Regions from separate parts of the Mus musculus genome. Here region 2 is linked to region 1. A link is a contact called in public Micro-C data. All regions are on one chromosome and are shown on one strand. The core of a region is the stretch at or near the end of the contact, and the rest is flanking DNA. Distances in the headings are between cores, read along the strand shown.

The links. A called contact is a pair of places that touch in the nucleus more often than the background predicts.
Region 2: a contact with region 1 is called in a Micro-C map of muscle stem cells, with 4 times the contacts expected there. The contact joins the promoter of Mtmr10 here to the enhancer-like site in region 1. A contact is called at or near these places in 1 of 15 datasets of contacts at CTCF or cohesin (the NIH/3T3 cell line), 19 of 484 Hi-C or Micro-C datasets (the AML12 cell line, the BV-2 cell line, the C2C12 cell line and 12 more), 8 of 115 datasets of contacts at active chromatin or transcription factors (the SCID.adh cell line, double positive thymocytes, embryonic fibroblasts and 5 more) and 3 of 9 other capture datasets (adipose tissue, liver and pancreatic islet).

What each region holds. Positions count from the first base shown.
Region 1 is chr7:64,236,763-64,241,494 of GRCm38.p6, reverse strand. Trpm1 (transient receptor potential cation channel, subfamily M, member 1) reads right to left here. Exons shown (of 27, transcript NM_001039104.2): 20 at 3,711-3,839; 21 at 824-1,075. Among named protein-coding and RNA genes, the nearest start is that of Mir6416, 11 kb to the left of the region's middle. Within about 2 kb of position 2,159, at least 44 of the 459 cell types and tissues checked have an H3K27ac peak or open chromatin away from gene starts, as enhancers often do. A contact at or near this core is called in the C2C12 cell line, the NIH/3T3 cell line, adipose-derived mesenchymal stem cells and 4 more, where this site is marked.
Region 2 is chr7:64,285,257-64,290,194 of GRCm38.p6, reverse strand. Mtmr10 (myotubularin related protein 10) reads right to left here and starts at 2,525. Exons shown (of 16, transcript NM_172742.2): 1 at 2,354-2,525; 2 at 1,796-1,856. The coding sequence starts at 2,413.

The sequences.
Region 1 (4,732 bases), core at 910-3,409:
ACTTCTGCCAAAGGCTAGGGAGTTATCAATCTGAATTTTACTATGAGAGCTTTCTAAAATGGATGCAACTTCTTAAAACATGAAATCCAGATTCTGATGTGAATCATTTCTGTGATGGTTCTAGCTTCCAAGATGCAGAACAAGTATATAGAGATACAACTGTTGCCGAATTAATTTTTAAATTTAAAATTATTTTATCTTATGTGTATGTGTGCTTTGCCTGCATGTATGTCTATGTAATGTGTATATAGTGCACTCAGAAGCGAGAAGATGGTGTTTGATTCCTGGTACTGGAATTACAGATGGTTGTTAGCCACCATGTGGATGCTGGGAATAGATCCCAGGTCTTCTGGAAGAACAGCCAGTGTTCTTAATCACTCCCCAGCTACCTGCTACTGAACTCTGACTACTTCTAAGAACTTAGGCTCTCTTATGTCCTGGGACTGCAAAGCAGATTCTTAGAAAAGCAAAGGACATTTTCTTTTCTCTTACTATTGAAATATAATCAGTATCGAATCAGAACAAATTTGATAAATGTAGTTATCACACTAAGTTTAAATATGACATGGAAGAAAGAAGATGCCATGTATCAAGTCCCTGGTGCACAGTAAGAGATAAATGTCTATGTAAGGGCATGCATAGGAAATGTGCAACCCATGCCTTCCTGTTGGAGTTTATGAAGATGTCAGCATGCAGGGCAATTGCATGTGTTAAGCCAGCTGCAAAGGAAAGACTGAAACGAAATCAAAGGAAGCCACACCCTAGCTTGGTTTGGTGCTCTAATGCCAAGTTATCTGGTTACTCATGGGGAATTGTTACTAACCATCTTTCCAATCATCATCACATAGGGACCAAGATATTTGTTGACACCAAAGATGTCTAACACTCGGATGTACCAGAGGATGATATCCACACAGTAGATGACCCGACCATAGCCCATGTATGGCTGGCTCTGGAGACGAAGGATGGCCCCAACCATGAACATGGAGATGGCCACGAGGTCTGTGATGTTCCAGTACTCCTGGAGCCACACTTTGATTTTCTGGCTGAGTTTGCCTGGTTCCGACATGAGGATCTACAAGTAAACCCCAAAGAGCAGTAAGCTGAGAGGATCCTATTAGAAACCTTATCATCATTAGATTCTTGGAAAGATAAGAGTGCCAGGACAGTCAGGGCCAGGGCACTGAATTCTGCACATGAATTTTTCTGGCAGAGGGTATATCTAGAGGGGGAAATTCCACAGAATCCTCTGTGTTCTTAGATGCACGGGTTTCATAGACGCAGGAAATGCCTTCCAAATTGTCTCCTTCTGGCTGTAATTAGAGCAGCTGCCTTTTGATTCCCTTTTTAATGATCTGGACTCATGCCTGTTGGCTCACATTCCAGACCTCTACAGAAGGACAGACAACTCTAGAGTAGGGACAAGTTCTCTGTCACCACAGAAGGATGACCCACCTGGCAGAGGATGGCTGGATGGGACTGGGAAACATGGGCTTGCCAAAATTCCTTCTCAAGTTAGACATGAGAAGTCAGGGAAAGTTGAACCAGATTTTCCCCTCCTGTTTGAGATATCCTTTTTTCTGCGTCACCGCTGACTAATAGGACACTTCCACATAGAATAAAGTGGAAACTATTCAGCCAGCAGAGTCATGCATATAAAGTCATGGCAGACACAGCAGAGGCATACAGGGCACAAGGCAGCAATGCCAGGGTACCCCTTCAGCTTTGGAAATCATGGAGAGATCCTGGGATTCCAGGGCCAGTGGAGTGTTGGCTGACTATAAACTAACACAGAAGGGCTCCATGTCTCAGCAAGCCATGTGTACTGGCCGACAGCTGCCCTGTCTCTCCTGTAACTAGTCACAGGATCCAGATCTTGATGGAGGGATAGCAAGTTGGGTCAGTGGGTAAAACACTTACTTGTCATACAAGCCTGGTGACCTGAGTTTGGTTGCCTGAGACCCACGTAAAGGTAGAGAGACAAAAATGGATTCCCAAAATCGTCCTCTGACTCCTACATATGTGTCTCCTCACCTCTGCATCGTACACGTTATATAATGATAAGACAGGCCCTTTGGGAAGTCCTGGATTGTAACAGCCACAGAAATCTAATGGAACCGAGCCAGAGAAGCAATAGGAGTCATGCAAGAGGGTGGGGTAGAGAAGGAATTCCCAGCACTCTTGATTGCTCAGCTGTCATTTGACCAGTGACAGTCATCACACTTACTCTACTGGATGAGCTCAACAGTAAGTACAAAGTAACAGTAATTACGAAGCAACAGTATTGGTTCTATGTCCGTAGGGAAAAGATCGGCAATCAGTACTGTGTGGTTTTTCACTTTAAGCTCCTGTTCTGCCAGGATGAAAACTTGCTGTTTGGGAGTGAATGTAGTTAAGTTCAGACTTGTGGGTGACAGCAGAAGACCCATCCTCAGGGGTGTTTCCTCCGCTTCCTGAAGAAACTGCCTTCTTGGCTAACCCCCACTCCCCCATGTCCCGTGTAGGAGTGTGTCTGTTCTTTTTCAGCACTTCTTTTAGAAACTGGGCCCCTCTGCTTGCAGCAGCTGTTCTGGGCCCCACCCAGGTTCCCTGGAACCTCTCACCAGGTGGGCATGCCACCCATTTGGTGCAGGTGCTCCTGTTAGGCCCACACCTGCCCCATTCTGGGAGGCCTGCCCTTGGGTAATTGGAGTCACTGCTATGCTTGGTGCCGAACAACTGATATGGGTAAGCAACTCCTCTCCCTTCTTTCAGGATTTTTTTCTTTTTCTTTCAGTGGAATTACATTGTGAACAGCCTCTTTCTGAAGCCACGCCTTATTCAGCTCCTTCTCCTATGGCCTCCAGGCCTCTCTTCCATGCACGCTGTGAACAAGAGACCAACTGCGCAAGTGCACAGTGTGACCCAAAGTCCAAAGTTACAGCATAAATGCTATTCCTAGGGCTGGGGAGGAGGATCTATGGGTGAAGTGCTTCTTGGGCAAGCATGAGACCCTGAGTTCGGATGTCTGGAAGTAATGTAACATCTGGATATGGTGGTGTGTGCCTATAGCCCTAGCACTGTGATGAGGGTAGGAATGTTGCAGAGAGCGAGGGATCTAGAGACTTTCCCACCAGCCAGTCTAACTACAACAGTGAGTTTCAGGCTCATTTCAGAGACTCTGCTTCAAACCTGAAGGTAGACAAATGAAGCTAACCTAAGAGAGCATGGGCAAGTCTACCCACATGGATGGGTGCATTCACACAGACGGGCACATGCATTCTCAGGCGCATGTGCAGGCAAGGGTGTGAGTGTGCGTGTGTGGGACACACACACACATGCACACACACACACACACACACACACACATCTTTTAAAAAGTGCAATCTCATGTATCACTCCAGTTTAGCTCTCAGGTCTCAAAAGACAGCCAAAATCTGTGCCCATTTGGAACTATTGGCTCATCTCAAGTAGCTGGCAGCATTTGGTGTAGCTCGTTTACATATTCAAACCTAGTTCTATTATTATGTCATTTATTTTTCCCTGCGTTTTGAACTATGAGTTGAAACTCAGTCAGCGCGAGGGGGTGTATACATCTGAAACAAGCAAATGGAGTGACTGGAGATGGTGACGCCTCCCTGGGAGCCGTCATCTGCACACAACTCTGCATTACTAGCATCGGAAATTGAACTCAGCCATTAGGGGGTGGGACAAGACTTTTCAAGAATCACCTCTCGTATTTTCTCCAATGCAAGGCTCACAATGTAGGAGATGACAATCCATTCTTGGGGTGATGGCCATCCATCCATCCGCACCAGGATGACATAATTGAACAGCAGCAAGTAGCCCAAGTAGGAAATCTGAAGAAGGAAAAGATGGCAGGTGTGTCTCAGGGATGACATTCAGTGCTTCATCTACAAAAGGCTTCTTCCCATAGACTGACCTACTTAGAGGACATCCTTCCTGTGGGTCTATCACTGGTTCGGAAACTGGGGTAGCTTGGGGGTGTCCTACACTTTGGTGCAGTACAGGCTCTGACATAGACAGCCTATGCTCTGCCCAACTATACCTTTGTTATGAAGTTGCAAGGATCATATTTTACAAGGAACCCTTTTTGGTAGTTTGTTGGTATGTCTTTTATATTCTGCGAAAATGGCAAGGGTGACTTAGCACTCCTGTCTCACCCAACTTGCTCTTAAATTCCTGCGTTGTAGATGGACAACTGAGAAGCTAGGAGAGGCCATGTGGACGAATTCTCAGCGAAGGGTCACAGTGCTGACCTAAGAGTCCCTGCCCCCCACTCCCCAATTTCCAGTGACAGGTCTGTGATATTCTGTGGCCACAACAAATTATTGTTTTGACAAGGAAAGGGGTAGGATTGGGGTGGGGGAAGAGTTGAGGCACATGGGGAAAGAGCGCGTCTGGAGGGAGGTTCTTTGTAGCTGGCTCTCCAGAATGGCGTTTTGCCCAAACTACTCTGGGCATGACTCTGGGACTGCTCCAATCTGTTCTTGTGTCCTGTCCTGCTCTTGCAACTAGTGAGCCTCATTTTCAAAGGAGTATAGACAGACCCAAGCCTGGAAAATGACCTGCTGTTTCCAAGCACATCTGTTTGGTGAGGGCTTTGGAGAAGACAGTCTTCCGTTAACTCTGAGTGTGTTTATGATCTGGGTTCAGCCTTGCTATTGTTTCTATTGGAAATGCTCCCATTGGCCCATGTGTTAAATGCTTTGTTCCCAGCCTGTGGTGCAGC
Region 2 (4,938 bases), core at 1,276-3,775, 48 kb before region 1:
GGCTCAGCCAAAGCGCAACCTCAAAGAGCATTGGGAAAGTGGGGACAAGACGGTAAGAACAGCAGAGGCTAGGCAAGGGGCAAGGCTTTACAGTTCAGGAGCAGCCCAGTCTTCTGTAGATAAACAGGGAGCAAAGAAAAACTGGACATCAATCAGGGTTATCATTCAGGTCAGCAAGTTTTTTAATGGGCATTGAACAAAAGACACTGCTATTTCTACGAAAAGTATACTACTCACAGTCAGGAACCGGGGTTAAAATCTTCCCCAGAAATGGTAGTAGTAGTAGTAATAGTAGTAGTATTAGTAGTAATTTCAAAGACTAATTCTTCATTAAGAAAATTCTTCAACCATATTCATAATCACATTTTTCCTAAGCATAGCTTAAGTTTAAAAGCTAATTAAAAAAAAAACAAAACTTGAGTATTTATAGTTAGGACTACATTGTTTTTTAGTGTCAGAGCACAGAATTGCTGAGGGGAGACCTGGCTGTCTAAAAACCAGTTCAAAGCGAAGGCAAAGTTCAACAGCTTCCAGACACTTGGTCAACACGCATACTGCTCCCCTGGCTGTCTCTGCTGTGCCTACGGTGGCGAATACCAACACGGAGCATGCACGGGGGCAAGGGTTGCTCAGTACTGCTTCAGCTCACTCTCAGGACCAGCAGAAAGGGTTCATCAGTAAACACTGAGGAGAAGACACTAACAAAAGCCAGAAAAAATATAACTCTAGTAGTCTACAAGAACTTTTAAGAGTTGGCATCTGCCATACGGAACCAAAGGCTGACGCTTTAACTGTTCATCTCTACTACACTTCAAGTTCCCACACTTGTGAAGTCGTAACTCTCTTATTAAAGGGATGAATTTGAGACTTTTTTTTTCTGACATACAAAACTGGTATTTGATCATAATTTAAGCTTAAGATAGATAGGCCTTCCTAAATGTCTGGTTATTTGCCCCAATAATCTTATTAAAACACCGATTTTTCTTTAATTATTGTGTAATTGCTACACAATTCAAAAATAGTAATCAAATAATAGTTTTTCTACATTGTAAAACTGTTTTCTATGAATCCCTACTTCTATTTGTAAGGTCTCCATCTAAGATAAATTTGTTCTTAACAAATGATTTCCAAGAGGCTCGAGCACACACACACACACACACACACACACACACACACACACGGGGATGCCTGGAGACATTCTGGTTGTACTGAGGATGTTAGCAGTTAGCAGAAGATGGGGGCACCACTATCATGGAACTGATAAGAGGCCAAAGAGGTAGGGATGGCTGTCAGCTCAGGACAGCTTCTCACAAGAATTGCCCAGCCTGAAAGGTCAATAGTGTCTCTACTGGGAAACAAAGTTCTAAACTGAAAGAAGCAAACTTGCAGACAGCTGACAACTTCAAAAGCCAATTACAGAGTCAGTCAATGTCTGCTAAGCTTTGTCATTATCTTAGAACACAGACATGCTTTTCATACTATCAAAACACATTAAAATGATTGGATTATTAATCATGATTTCATTAGGTGGTAACACATATGGAAAGCATAAGAACTTTCACTACCCAAGCAATTAGATTCATCTTTCAAAACTACCCTTTCAGGAGACAGAAAAGAAATGAGGTAGTTATTCTCTTGAAAGTCTTCTATTGTACTTTAAACTTTCCGAGACAAACATCAATTATGTCTAGCCAACTCTCTGGAGAAAGTTAAAAATAATGGAAAGGGAAAGAGAACTACACAATACCATTCCGTACAATCTCAGTCCAAGGCACATTCAAATTCTGAAATTTACCTGGCAAAAGGACCGGCTCCAGCTTTTTAATCTTCGGTTCGGAACTGATCTTATCGTCAGTCTGAAATACAGGAACAAAATAAAGCAAAATCCAAACACCGCCCTGTCACAAGATACTAAGGCAGATTTTCTAAGTGATGACACATGCAACAGACATATATCCCCTACTAAAAACTCTTTCAGGTCCAAATAGAGATCGTTTTAAGATCTTCTCGTCGACTTGAGAGCCTCACAATAAACATATTTACAACAGCCCAAGCCGCTTTCAAGAATTCACAGCTATGAGACAGGTAAGCTCTGCGAGGTGTCCACAGCGCTGCAACCATCTGGCAGTCACCGCAGGGTCGGTGCCCAGCCCCGAAGGAAGGAAAGAAATGCAGCTCCGGACGGTTCTACGATCTCGTCACACGGCAGGACTAGGGACCGCAGGACTTCGGCCAGAGAATGGCCGCCGCCGCGGAGCGCTACAAGTTTCTACTGCGCCCGTGGCTCCCGGGAGGCGCGCTTGCCGGCGACTCGTCTGGGTCCCGAGCCCCCCGCCGGGTCGCGAGCGCTTACCTGGGCCGGCGGCAGGAGGTAGGACCTGAAGCTGGGTCTGGGCGGCTTGAGAGAGAACATGGTGCCGCCGCCTGTGCGCCCCGGCCCTATGGCCGGTCAGAAGTCTCCCGGTTCAGCGTTCCCGGTGCAGCTGCCCAGGCCGGGTCTGCGGCCCGCCCCGCCGGGCGGACTGACGGGCGGGGACGGACCAGGCCGAGCGCCCGCCCGAAATAGGCGGAGCCTGGTGGAGCCACGCCCATCCCCGGAAGCGACTCGCGCGGAGCTGCAGTCAAAGCTTTCAGTCTCTAGGCGGTACTGTCACGGAGCGCGACGCTGGAGTGGGGCGCCACGGGGACCCGAGAGGCCATCTTGAGAGCGCGCTTCTACGGAGGCCCGCAGGGGTCACGGAGGATTTCACAGGCCTACTGCGACTCACGAGGGTCATGCCGGCTTCGCGAAGCTGCAATGGCCTGTGGTGGTCAGTGTGCACGGTAGCTGCTGTTCCAGGACCCGAGTCCTCCGGCATCTGCGATGGCTGCTATATTAAAGGAGGGAAGACTTTTCTTTCACCTCTTGCTACCAATTGATTTAACCACTGGTTTCCTTGAGGTTCTGAGGCTTGGCTTGTGCTGAGTGCCTGGGACAGATGATACTGGCTGGCAAACCAGAACCCCCAGTTTAGTTTTCTGATTTTATTCTTCTCGTTAAACTTTAAGTGAAAAGGGATATTAAGCAAGTTGTCTCCCCACGCCCCTTTCCATCCTCATTTATAAAGATGCTATTCAACAGGTAAGTTAACAGAATTCCAGGGAGAGAAGACCCCATCGCTGGTGGGAACCAAACACTGTTAAATTTCAAACCCTGGGACTAATAGGTCAGGTGCCTGTTTAACATATAGCATACCTGGCTTCCAGGTTCTCTCAGCATCCCTTAGTCCCTAGCTTTTATGGGACCTGTTATGGTTAGCATACCCAACCCTCTACCCAGGGACTCTCCAACCCAGGGACTGGGCTGCCCTTCCCCAGAGGCTCTTCTCTATAAAATCCAGTCATTTTGGTTATTTAATGACTGATCTCTTTCACCTTTTGCCCTCTTGGCTGCTACACCTTCTTCCTCTCTCTCCTCTCCCCCTTCCTGCCCTGCTCTCCTCACATGGCTCATGGTCAAGTCTACTCTGAACTCTCCCAGATTTCTCTGCCTCTGGCTATGATCTCCCTTTTATCTACAAAAAACTTTCTCCTCCACCATACCAAAGAGTAGTCATGTCCTTTCTTTTCTTTCCCTTTTCCCTTCATTCATACAGTAGGTTGTGGAAATGAGAATCTGCCACTTAGCTGCAAAGGGCTGTCCAACTTCAGCACAGCATAGGGTATGTCTAGATTTGTTGTGCCTCTGAACTGAAGTAGACTTTGGTGGGAGGGGGCCAGTGGTATTCCATGCCCCTATACTTTGAAAAATAGTGGTCCAAACTCAACATTTTATCATGAATGTCAGAGGGAAACTGACGTGAGCCCCAGAAATCACAGTCATCATGCAGACAAGTGCACTGACATCACTAATACTGTGTGTTCTTCAGCTTGTCCTGGAGTCAGAGCCCTGAATCTTTCTAGCTTATCTGTTTATAACACTTGACTGTATTTTGACATGTAAATTCAGTTGAACTACTCATGAAAAAACACTGGTACATATTTAACTTTTATGACGATTCTGTTACTTTTCTACCTTAAATGGATGTATTCCCTAAAAGTCTTCAAACACTTGTGCTCTTTTGGGGGGAGGGGGTGTTGTCCATATTTTCTTAGAATCTGCATCTTTTATGCATGTCAGCAAAAAAAACTGAAAAATGGGGGAACTCCAGATTTGTTATCTTTCTGGATAATTTTAAAATACCATATTCTGCATATCTAGTTGTACTAGTCCACTTAGGCACTTGGGTTACTGTCTGACCTACTGCTACTGATTCCTTTCTGACTGCATTAGGCTGCTCCAGGCACCCTAGTCTAGACAACAAAAATGTATTATCTCAGTGGTGGAGTCAGAGAAGCACAAGAGCAAGGCTCTGTAAAGATGGATTTTGAGTTTCCCTTCCCTTTTTCTTGCTGTGCTAGCAACTGAACGGAACTCCAGGCTCCCCAAGTACTTAGCAGGTGACTTATTACTGAACTGTAACCCCCAACTCCTTTATTGACAGGGTTTTACTGAGTTGCTGGCCTTGAACTTGAGCCTACAAGTAGATGGTAGGCTCTACCAGACTCAGCTTCAAAGATGTTTCCCACCAGGGCTCCCAGTATCTTTAGCCAATGGCTTCCTCCTTGTTATGTTCTCACAAGGGGGGACTTTCTTCTTAGAACATTGAGCCTATCTGATTAACACCCTGACTTTTTTGTCTTAAGGCCCTGTCTCTGAGTATGTTCTCATTAGGGGTCAGTGTTTCAGAGTGTGTGTTTGGGAGTTTGGAGTGACAGAAGTCAGTCTGTTGATAGGCTTTGCAGGCCCTTCTTAGAGTCTCATCTTCACTACTGTGTTTGGTGTATTAGACCATCCCCAGCTTTGGGCTTTTGTGTTAAAGTTTTAAGCTGCTTGTCTAATTATACATCTGTTCCCAT